Linked DNA regions of Oryctolagus cuniculus: region 2 is linked to region 1. The links are chromatin contacts, called in public Hi-C maps. All regions are on one chromosome and are shown on one strand. The core of a region is the stretch at or near the end of the contact, and the rest is flanking DNA. Distances in the headings are between cores, read along the strand shown. Region 1 has its middle 29 kb from the start of NIFK. Region 2 has its middle 110 kb from the start of PCLO.

Evidence for each region. Hi-C and Micro-C count contacts between places; a contact is called where the count stands out from the background.
Region 2: a Hi-C map of an unstated tissue shows a contact between it and region 1, with 5 times the contacts expected there. The contact joins two enhancer-like sites. A contact is called at or near these places in 2 of 6 Hi-C or Micro-C datasets (ear pinna and an unstated tissue).

The regions. Positions count from the first base shown.
Region 1 is chr3:128,363,316-128,368,804 of mOryCun1.1, reverse strand. No RefSeq gene overlaps it. Among named protein-coding and RNA genes, the nearest start is that of NIFK, 29 kb to the right of the region's middle. Within about 2 kb of position 2,269, at least 1 of the 8 cell types and tissues checked has an H3K27ac peak or open chromatin away from gene starts, as enhancers often do.
Region 2 is chr3:128,926,990-128,932,876 of mOryCun1.1, reverse strand. No RefSeq gene overlaps it. Among named protein-coding and RNA genes, the nearest start is that of PCLO, 110 kb to the left of the region's middle. Within about 2 kb of position 1,421, at least 1 of the 8 cell types and tissues checked has an H3K27ac peak or open chromatin away from gene starts, as enhancers often do.

The sequences.
Region 1 (5,489 bases), core at 1,020-3,519:
ACACTTGGGAAAGCAGTGAAAGATGGTCCAAGTACCTGGACCCCTGACACTCACATGGGAGAGCCAGATGGAGTTCCAGACTTCTGGCTTTGGCCTAGATTAGCCCTGGCTTTTGTGGCCATTTGGGGAGTAAACTAGCAGATGGAAAATCTCTCTTTCTCTTCTCTCTCTCTCTCTCTCTCTGATAGCCTTTCAAATGAATAAATGCATCTGAAAAAAATTGTACAAAACTGGAATCAATTCAAACAACCATCACCTGGCGAATGGCAAAACCCAGGCTTCATTCACACAGTAGAAAACCTCCAGTGGCGGTAAACCCTCCGCCTGTAGTGCTGGCATCCCATATGGACGCCGGTTCAAGTCCCGGCTGCTCCACTTCTGATCCAGTTCTCTGCTATGGCCTGGGAAAGCAGTAGAAGATGGCCCGGATTCTTGGGCCTCTGTACCTGAGTGGGAAACCTGGAAGAAACTCCTGGCTCCTAATCAGCCCTGCTGTGGTTGTTGTGGACATTTGGGGAATGAACCAGCAGATGGAAGCCTTCTCTCTTTCTTTCTGCCTCTCTCTAACTGTCTTTCAAAAGAAGAAAGAAAGAAAGAAAGAAAGAAAGAAAGAAAGAAAGAAAGAAAGAAAGAAAGAAAGAAAGGAAGGAAGGAAGGAAGGAAGGAAGGAAGGAAGGAAGGAAGGAAGGAAGGAAGGAAGGAAGGAAGGAGAGAAAGAGAGAGGAAGGAAGGAAGGAAGGAAGGAAGGAAGGAAGGAAGGAAGGAAGGAAGGAAGGAAGGAAAAGTAGAGAAAGAGAAATGAAGGAAGGAAGAAAAAGGAAGGAAGGAGGGAAGGAAGGAAGGAAGGAAGGAAGGAAGGAAGGAAGGAAGGAAGGAAGAAGCCCCAAGCAATGAAAGCACACGCTGTGGCACAGGGATGCTCTGGAGAGGGTCACGCTCTGAGAAACATTAAAAACAAGTCCCTGCTGTGTGATGTCTGGCATATGGGATTACAGGAAAGGCTGACTGTAGGGTCAGAAATAAGATCAGGGTTGCCAGAAGCCAGGGGTGAGGGGAGGAGCCTGCTGGCAAAGAAGCTGGAGGTGTATTTTGGGGTTGATGAAAATGTTGCATCTTTTTTAAATTTATTTTTTTATTTGACAGGTAGAGTTATAGACAGCGAGAGAGAGACAGAGAGAAAGGTCTTCCTCCATTGGTTCACTCCCCTAATGGCCGCCAAAGCCAGCGCTGCGCCTATCTGAAGCCAGGAGCCGGGTGCTTCCTCCTGGTCTCCCATACGGTTGTAGGGACCCAAGCACTTGGACCATCCTTCACTGCCCTCCCAGGACACAGCAGAGAGCTGGACAGGAAGAGGAGCAACCAGGACTAGTACCCGGCACCCCAACCGGGACTAGAACCTGGAAAATGTTGCATCTTGATTGAAGTGCTGGCTGCCCAAGCATGTGCATTTGTCAGAACTCATTCAATGGCACACTTTAAGTTTTCAAATAAAATGTTTTGCATGTAAATTATATTTCCATAAAGCTGATTTAAAAAAAAATAAAGCTATCTTTTTATTTGCAAAGCAGAGAGTGAGCAAGCTCCTATCTATCAGTTTACTACTTAAATACCAAAAATAACTGCGACTGGGTGGGACCAAAGCCAGGAGCTGGGAACTCCATCCAGGTCTCCCACATGAGTAGCAGGAAAGCAACTATTTGAACCATCATAGCTGTCTCCCAAGGTCTGCATTAGCAGAAAACTGGAGTCGACAATCAGAGCTGGGGAATTGAACCACGAGGCTAGATACTTGGCTTTGATTTTTTACAAGGAGAGGCAAAGATAATGAATGCTTTAAGAGTACCAAGAAGGGGGACATCATTTACAATGTTTTTACCTATTTAAATTAAATTAAAAAGTTTTCCATTCTTTTATTTAAGAGGGAGCAAGTGGCAGGAAGTTACTGAACATAGGACTTTGGCCCAACAAATATAGGGGATACTCCTTTGCCTGCATATGAGAGTGGTTCCAAACATATATGGAAAATAAAAACAAAAGATAGTTTATTTTGGTGAAAAATTTGAAATCCATGCATAGTTTTTTCATAATATACATTTTCATGATTTTTTGATGAAAAAAATTCATGAATTTTTTTTCACACCAAAATAAGCTTACTTTTTGATTTCATTTTTATGATACATATCATTTCATGGCACATCCTCATACGAGTGCTGCCACCTTGAGCCAGTCATCTGGGCCTCAGTCTCTGCTTGTCTGCCTGGTAGTTTTGCATGAACAAAATAAAGCAAACCTCACAGTCACACATGAATATCTTATGGGCCCACATATGAGATAAGTACACTAAAAGCTTCTACCAGGAGCTGGGATGTATTTTAAGTAACACCAACCTCCCCAGCAGCAAATTCCATGAATAAAGTGATTTGAAAGCCTTCTTGTTTTTGAAGTACATGTGGGATGCTTCTATGCATTGGAAAGCAGAACAAATTTGTAATTTCTGAAAACATGACTTTGGGAAGGAAAACATAAAGAAAAATGCTACCACTGGTAAAGCCCTGGCTGCCTGATCCATGTAGCATCTGGTGGAGCAGTCAACTGCAGCCTCACGCTCCTTTACAAGTGGCGGTGATGGCCTCACACTCCCAGGCTGTTACCACAGAAGGTCAGCATTCCTGTTGGGTGCTGGGAAATTCCTCAGAGTACCTGCTCTGTGATAAACAGGCAGCGGTGGGAATGCAGAACAAGGAAAGACAGGCTGAAGTATGCAGACCATGCTTACAATGTAACCAGGTGGAGGGGTCTTCTGCCACACTAAGTGTGGACAGAGTGTGTGGGGGCTGCCTTGCATTTTATTAGCAAGTGCCAGCCCTGTCCTCAGAGCCTGCTGAGACTCTCCAAAGTGCTCTGAAGGGTGTGACGGCAACAACACCTGCTGCCCAGAAGACACAGAAGGAGGCCTCTGATGCCCGGTTGCTAGGGCTCACAGGAAAGTTCTTTGGTCCACTCCCGCAGGACCAGGGCTTCTTCCTTCCCTCCATGGCACATCTTCCTTCCCTCCATGGCACTTGAGCTCCTACAATTATTTTGAATCTGCAGTTTAAATAAAAATCTGGGGGCTGGCGTTGTGGCATAGTGTGTAAACCTGGGCTTGAGATGCTGGCTTCCCACATAGGCACTGGTTCCAGTCCAAGCTGCTCCACTTCCGATCCAGCTCCCTGCTAATGCACCTGGGAAAGTGGTGGAAGATGGCCCAAGTGCTTGGGCCCCTGCACCCACGTGGGCGACCTGGAAGAAGCTCCTGGCTCCTGGCTTTGGATTGGCTCAGCTCTAGTCATTGTGGCCATCTGGGGAGTGAACCACCAAATAGAAGATTCTTTCTTTCTTTCTTTCTTTCTTTCTTTCTTTCTTTCTTTCTTTCTTTCTTTCTTTCTTCCTTCCTTCCTTCCTTCCTTCCTTCCTTCCTTCCTTCCTTCCTTCCTTCCTTCCTTCCTTCCTCTCTCTCTCTCTTTCTAACTCTACCTCTCAAGTATAAAAAAAAAGTCTTGGAGCCAGCGCTGTGGCGTAGCGGGTAAAGCCACCACCTGCAGTGCTGGCATCCCATATGGGCGCCAGTTTTAGTCCCGCCTGCTCCACTTCCGATCCAGCTCTTTGCTATGGCCTAGGAAAGCAGTAGAGGATGGCCCAAGTCCTTGGGCCCCTTCCCTCATGCGGGAGACCCGGAGGAAGCTCCTGGCTCCTGGTTTTGGATGGGCGCAGCTCCAGCCATTGCAGATGTGAACCAGCAGATGGAAAACCTCTCTCTCTCTCTCTCTCTCTCTCTCTCTCTCTCTCTGCCACTGCTTCTCTCTCTGTGTAACTCTGACTTTCAAATAAATAAATAAATAAATAAATAAATCTTTTTAAAAAGAGTCTGTGGCTTGATTTAGGATGTTTTTACTGCCTACGACAGAAATCAAATTCAAACTAGATTGGAGGGGGGTGGATTATTAACACATCTTACTGAAATGCCCAGGGGATTTCGGGCATGGCAGAATCAAGGTACGCAAACAAGGGTGTCAGGAATGTGTCTCCTTCCAACTCTCTCTCTCTCTCTTTTTTAAGATTTATTTATTCATCTGAAAGAGTTATACAGAGAGAGAAGGAGAGGCAGAGAGAGAGGTTTTCCATTCGATGGTTCACTCCCCAATTGGCCACAATGGCAGGAGCTGCGCCCATCCAAAGCCAGGAGCCAGGAGCTTCCTCTGGGTCTCCCACGTGGGTGCAGGGACCCAAGGGCCTGGGCTATCTTCCACTGCTTTCCCAGGCCATAGCAGAGAGCTGGATCAGAAGTGGAGCAGCAGGGACTCGAACTGGTGCCCATATGGGATGCTGGCACCACAGGTGCCAGCCCCACCCACTACACCACAGTGCCGGCTCCTCCTATCTCTTGCTTTTACTTTTTGGAGGTTGGCTTTATTCCCAGGCTAGGAGGCCCTGTGGTGATGACAGGGCCACTAGCCGCTCAGAGGCCCTATAAAAATAGTGCCTGCCTGCAGCTGTTCCAGCAAGAGTCCACGACGTGTCGGGTCCTGCAGCCTGGATCTCAGACTCTGGGGCAAGACCTCCTGCTGGGGGCCCTCCATTCACATCCCAAGGGTTGGTGGTGGGCAAAGGTGGTGAACTCCAGGGAAGCCAGAGGGCGGATGCACAAAGCTAGGAAGCAACAGTGGCCTGGGCGCCCCAACCCTCCTTCCGTTTCTCAGTGATGCCCCGGCCCTAATCCCCACAGGGACCTCAGGTGACCGTCTCCTCTGCCTTTTCCCTAAGCAATTCGGCACCTGGCACATCTCTCTCCAGGACCGTCCTCACTCAGCTGGCTGCCTGCTGTGGGAGGCGGGTGGCTGTGCAGCCTGGGCCCAAGGCTGAAGGAGACAGAGTGCCAGGGGCTCTCTCCCTTAGCGGCTCTCGGGCTAGGAAACCAGCGTGGCCGAGGGGTGGGGCTGCGCCAGCTCTGGTTTGTGGTGGTGTTGCTGATTCGCTCCACACCAGAGTCTCACTCAGGTGGCTGAAATTGCGGACCCCAGTGGGGCTCCGAATCAGGCCAGGGGCGCCTCAGAGTTTCTTTTCCAGCGAGGACTCATGCAGCAGTCAGAGCAAGGAAGCTCCTGGAGACGGGCCACTCGGCGTCTTCCTCCCCTCGTGCACATGCCCAGGATCGGGGAGCGGAAGGGCTGTGCCCCAGAACGGCGGGAAGACGATCTGGCTTCCGGAGATGCCCCTCACACGCCTCCTGCCTCCGCTGCCATTGAGGCCTCGGCTTTGTGAAGTGGGCATGGGGGTTAGAATCAGTGGGAGGAAAAATGGTCGGCACGGACACTGCTTTACGGAGTCCCATTTCCAGCTAGGGTGAATCCCAAGAAATAGTCCCATGGTACAAACGGGAAAATACAGAGTAGTCCATATTAGAAAAACAAAGAAACGGCCGGCGCCGCGGCTCACTAGGCTAATCCTCC
Region 2 (5,887 bases), core at 172-2,671, 560 kb before region 1:
CTCCCTCTCCCTCTCCCTCTCCTCTCCCATCTTTTCAAATAAATAAATACTTTAAAAAAAAACACAAATCATAATAATGGCTAATATTGACTGAGCTCTTCTAAAAACTGAGCATTTCTGCAAGACTGCAAGGTTTTGAGTTCAACTGGCATCTTCTCAGGATGGCTTAGGTGTCTAGTTTGGGGCAGGGGACACAGGCAGTAGGGGCAGCTGAATGTGGACACACTCTCAGCTCTTAGAAGGTGCACCTAGTGGTGGGCACAAAAGCCAGGGAAAGCAGCATCTATAGGCTGGGGCACATCAGGATTTGTCTTGTCTGACTTCTGCAGGAATGCATTGGAGGATGAGAAGAGAATTCAGGTGCCAGGGAAAATCACCACCTGCAACTTCAGCATCCCATGTTGGCACTGGTTTGAGTCCCTGCTGCTGCACTTCTAATCCAGCTCCCTGCTGATGAGCCTGAGAAATGCAGCGGAAGATGGCCCAAGTGCTTGGGACTCTGCCACCCATGTAAGAGACCTGAAACAAGCTTCTGGCTCCTGACTTTGGCTTGGCCCATCCCTGGACATTGTGGCCATCTGGGGAGTAAACTAGTGGGTGGAAGATCTCCTCCTTCTCCCTCTCCCTCTCCCTCTCCCTCTCCCTCTCCCTCTCCCTCTCCCTCTCCCTCTCCCTCTCCCTCTCCCTCTCCCTCTCCCTCTCCCTCTCCCTCTTCTGTAACTGACTGTCAGGTATATAAGTAAATATTTAAAAGGAAGGAAGGAGGGAGGGAGGGAGGGAAGGAAGGGAAAGAAGGAAGGGAGGGAGGGAGGGAGGGTGGGAGGGAGGGATGTAGAGGAAAGGAAAAGAGACCTCATGGCAGAAACGTTTTAGACCTTTTGGGGCCTGCCTCCAAGGGTTGCAACTTGCATCTCTGCAGGTGGGGGAATTGATGGCTTCATATTCTGAGACTGTGGCATACTGTGGGACAGGGATAGACCCTGGACCCCAGATAGGACAGAGCTAGAAGGAGCAGCTGGGACTGGGGAGCCAGTCTGAGGCCTTGCTTTTCAGGTCTCAGGGACAGTTGGTTATCAACTCCCCCAGGGGGACAAATCCTTTGTTGCAAGAGCCTTACAGGGGTGAGCTCGGGGTTAGGCAGGGCAAGGCCAGTCCCACCCTGCCCTGAACTCCCTTCATCCCCATCCTGTTTGGGTGGCTTGCTAACACATTTTCTCCCAGGCTCCTCTGGGCAGCCTTGGCACCCCACATGCCCTCAGCAAGCCCTCAGCCTGCTGCCCCTGTCCTTTGCCTCACCTGGCTCAGGTAGCCCTCAGGAACAAGGGGGAGAAGTGAACTACTTGGAGCAAAGACTCCACTCAGACACCTTCCACCCTGCAAGGACAGAACTGCAGCCCTGGGGAAGCCACAGAAGCCAAGCCCACACGGGGCCACCTGACCTGTGAGACTTCACCCGATTGGGCAGGGCCTGCTCTCCTGTGGTGCCACCTGCACAGTGAGCCTGACCTGACACAGCATTTCCCCAGCTCATCTATCAGCTCATGGGAACTCTGGACATGTAGTAAACTGCTCATGTTCCAGGGAGGGCTACACAGCACTCCAGCCAAGTCTCACTTTGTTAAGTTTGAGACAGGCCACGTTAACCAGAGGACAACAGACGACAGGGACCCTGGCCTTGAGAGCAGAGTTTCTGCCCACCTCACCTGTTGGGAGGCACAAGTGAAGCCTTGGAGGGAACACAAGAAGCAGTCAGATAGGCATCAGGGGACTCCAGCTGCTCCCGGTTCTGAGGCTCCTTCAGCCTTCACTGGGAAATGTGCTCCCTTATTTCTTCCCTCGGCCTGTGAGGACACCAAGCTGCAGCCCCTCTGGGTGATTGTAACAGACAGAAAATAATGGCCCCAAAGGTATTTGTGTCCTAATCCCCAGATCCTGGATCGTGAGACTGCCCATGGCAAAAATGGGTTTTGCAGATGTGCCTGAATTAAGGATCTTGAGATGGGGAGCTGAGCCTGCAGTGTCCTGGGAGCATCCATTGTAAGCACGAGGGTCCTTCTAAAAGCCAGGCAGGAGGGTCAGTGTTAGCGACAGAGGGAGCTGGAGAAGACACGCCACTGGCTTTGCAGATGGAGCCAAGGAATGCGGGCAGCCTGTGAATGCTGACGAAGCCTGGGAAACGCATCATCTCCGAAAGCCTCCTGGAGGAACCAGGCCCACGCACACCATGGGCTTTCAGCCCAGAGAACTTCAAACCTAAAGAACAATAATACAAGAAAAGTGTGTTGGTTCAAACCACTCAGTTGGTAGCCGTGCATCATAGCAGCAACAGGAAATGAATTCAGTGGCCCGGCTGGCAAAGTTACTCTCACCATGGTTCCTGCTGAGTGGACCCCGGGAGACACAGGCAGGAGCAACACCGAGATTGTGCGACGCCAAGCAAACCCCTCTCCTCTCAGAGCCCCCACCCCACCTGGTGTACAATGGGAATGGTCACTGCGCCAGCATCAAACGTACATCTGGGAGTCAGGCGGCTTTTCCCAGAGAGTTTCTTTCCTTTCCAACCCCACCAGAGACCCAAAGTGCCCCTGAGAGAACTTGGGCAGATGAGCTTCCCTGGACCCCAGACTAAGGCCCACCCTCAGCTAAAGAGTTCTGACAAATCTTAAATTCCTCGTACGGCACCCTGTCTGCCACTCAAATCTTGGTGGCTCTGTGCTCACCATTAGGGAACTATGAACAACGGCATCACAGCCATGAGTCCTGACGTCACCCCAGTGCATCCACTGCACACCATGCCTGTGATTGATTCATTAGAGTTGTTTTCTTGTCCAGAGCCAGTTTCCACTTCCAATAAGCCCAAGTGGAAGGGACAGCAAGTGTGTTCAAACAGGCTTTCCTCAGTTGGGAGCAGGATGGTATTGTCAGAAAGGCTTTTGTCTGGCCTTTTGGTTATATGGCATCCTCTGGGAAGAAGGGGATGGTGAAGGAACAGGCTGTGACCTGAGGGTACAGACATGCCTATCACATCCGCACCATCACCACCACTACCACCAAGGCATACCTGACCTCCTGGATGGTGCATTGTCTAAGACCCACCATTAACAATCACCTAGAACAGCCACGTTGATAACAGCCCCAGCTTTGAAGTTAGGCCAACCAGGTTCAAACCTATGAGCTGGATGATGTCAGACAAGTGGCTTAACCCCTCTGAGCCTCCGTTTCCTCAGTTAGTTTTCTGAGCTACATGCAAGTCCCTCTGCTTCCTCTCCAGGTAAGAATTGGACCTTGAGACCTACCATCAGTGTAAGGAATTCTGATCTTAGAGGGTGCTCTGTGCAGGGTAGCGGGGACCGCTCTCTCAGATCACTCCAGCTTGTTCCATCTACAAGTGAGACTAATGGATCAGAGCCTCCCCTGTGTGGCTCCTAGCGCCCTCTGCTGGCCTCGTCAGGAAAGACAATTGCAGCAAGTGGACACTGGGGTGAAGTGGACAAATTCCTTAAGTTTGACCACTGGGGTGTTGCTAGCTCTCCTTCCCAGGGACAGAAGCCTGAGGTAGTCAACTGGGTAAGAAATAGTGAATGAGACTCCACTAGCACTACATCTGTGCCCCCAGAACAGGAGTCCCGCACTCTCCCTAACCCCAGCCCCAAGCCCCTCCCACAGCATCTTATCCTGGCTTTTAGGTGCAGAGAGTGGCATAGGCTGGGTTGGCCTTTCCCTCTCTCCCATTGCAATGTTCCATAACCAGTGGCCCATAGGTGGAACCAAGCCCTCGCTGGGGTTCTGCTCTGGGGAAAGTGATTTGAAAATGCAATCAGTGGGGCTGGAACATTCCATTCCTAAGCTAAGCAGTTGCCAAGTTCAGCATGTAAATGAGCTGTCTGCAGCATAACAGCCTTGCAGGCTTGGTCTGGGGCCCTTGGGGCGGGGAGGGGCAGCAGGCAGACCCAATATTTCTTAGTTACCTTGGGAAATGAGGATGCCCAGGTCTCCTCTGCTCAGCAGGAAAGGAATCAACACGTATGGAGTGCTGTGTGTTGAGTACCTCCTTGTATACTGTTTCATCTACTCTTGCCGACTAGCCTGTGACAATGGTATTTAAAGTTCTGTTTTACAGTTGAGGAAATGAGGCCCAGAGATTAATTTAACTGTCCAATGTTACACCAGTGTGGTTTAAGTGCATGATGTGTGACTAAAGGCAGCATCCTACTCCACACACTGCTCCATCACCTGGACCCCTTTTCCCACCACGGTACCAGACCCTTCTCTCTCTCCCTCAATCTCTGTCTCCTAATCTCACATGCTCCCAACTCACCCATGGTAAACCCTCCCTGAGAGATAGGCATTGCGGAGGCCTTTCCAAGCTCTAAGTTTGTATGAATTCCCCTACACCCTCCTGCTCTGCCTTTCCAGTCTTGGGATTGTGCTTCTGCTGTGCCCTGAGTGCACGTCTCCTCCTCTCAGAGAGGACACAACGGAGCACCTTGTCGGCTGATCGCCAGGAGCAGTGGACATAGAGCATTAGCCCACGGCTCAGCAAACAGACACCCTGTCCTCAGGAGGCTGTGGGACACCAGGACGCCGGGCAGTTTCTGTAGAGGAGGACCTGCTCATCCTGCACCCAGTCAGTGCCAGGTGGGGTTGGGACTTCCGGTTGGTGTTGCTTGTTCCCCCAGACATGTCCCCCAGACCACAGGAGAGGCCCTAGGGACACCAGGGCCAGGGTTTCTAGGCATTTCCCTGATTCTAGCAGCCCTGCCGTATGTCGGGTCGGTGAAAAGTGAGATCCTTTAGGATTTGGGCTTGGAGGGTCACAGGGCAAAGCAGGAAGCAGCTCAATTTTTCTAGCAAATATACTGCACAGGATTCCTCCTTCCCTTGCGCCCTCACCTTGAGGGTCACAGATCTGAGACTCTTGTAAGCAGGCCCTCCAAGGCCTGGGTCAGTACGGGGAATTAGCAGGGATTATCATCTCTGAACAACATGCTTCACCACTGCTTTTGTTAACTGACACAGAAAGGGAGCAACTCCCGTAGTGTGGAGGGCTGATGAGAGGTAACGCCACAGACTGCATTCTGGAAGAAGCTGAGGGGAAGGAGAGGCCTGCTGGTACGCATGGCCACAGTTCCGCATGCATTCTAGGGAGGAGTGTTTGGGCCAGTGTGTGACGGGGTACAACGCGGGGTCTGCTGTCCAGCAGCCTCCGCACAGTTTGTCACTTGCCGTCTTCTCCCAGAAAGCAGCACCGAGCGACTGCAGCCCTGACAGGCCACTTACCGGGGCTCCAGCTTGTCCATATTTTCTAGAATATGGTCAGTGTCTTGGGCAATGCAGGGCAGAGAGGCCTGGACACCTCTTGAGCCTGGTCACTAGATACAGAGGCAGACGTGCACCATGGCAGAGAAGGAACCCAAGGTCAGGGTGAGATTGGGGGTCTCTGCCCTGTCAGGCGGTGTGACTGCTCACATTCCTGGTCTTGGTTTTCTTCCTGCACCTCTATGAGGTTTGACCACTGTGTCTTTAAGGTTTGTGCCAGCTGTAAAGTTCTGTGACTTAAGGTATCACAGCAAAGCAGAGAGAAAAAAAACTGTGGGAAGAATCAAAGAATCACCCAGAGGTCAAAACCAGTGTCGTGGCAATCAGAATTTTCCATGGAAATGCCCCAAGGTATGTGCACCACAGAACAACCAAACAATCAGACCCCCTGGCCAGAGGACTTTTCCACATGCCTTATCTTGGTAAAGGGAATAGAATCTGTACCTGGAAGCAAGTGAATGGTTTGTGGATAGGCTTGGCTCCTACAGGAGACTTTTGCCAGGTCCCTGGCAGGTGACTGAAGCCTGAGCCTCCCCAGTGATGTATAAGGGGCAGGGCTGGGGGCGCT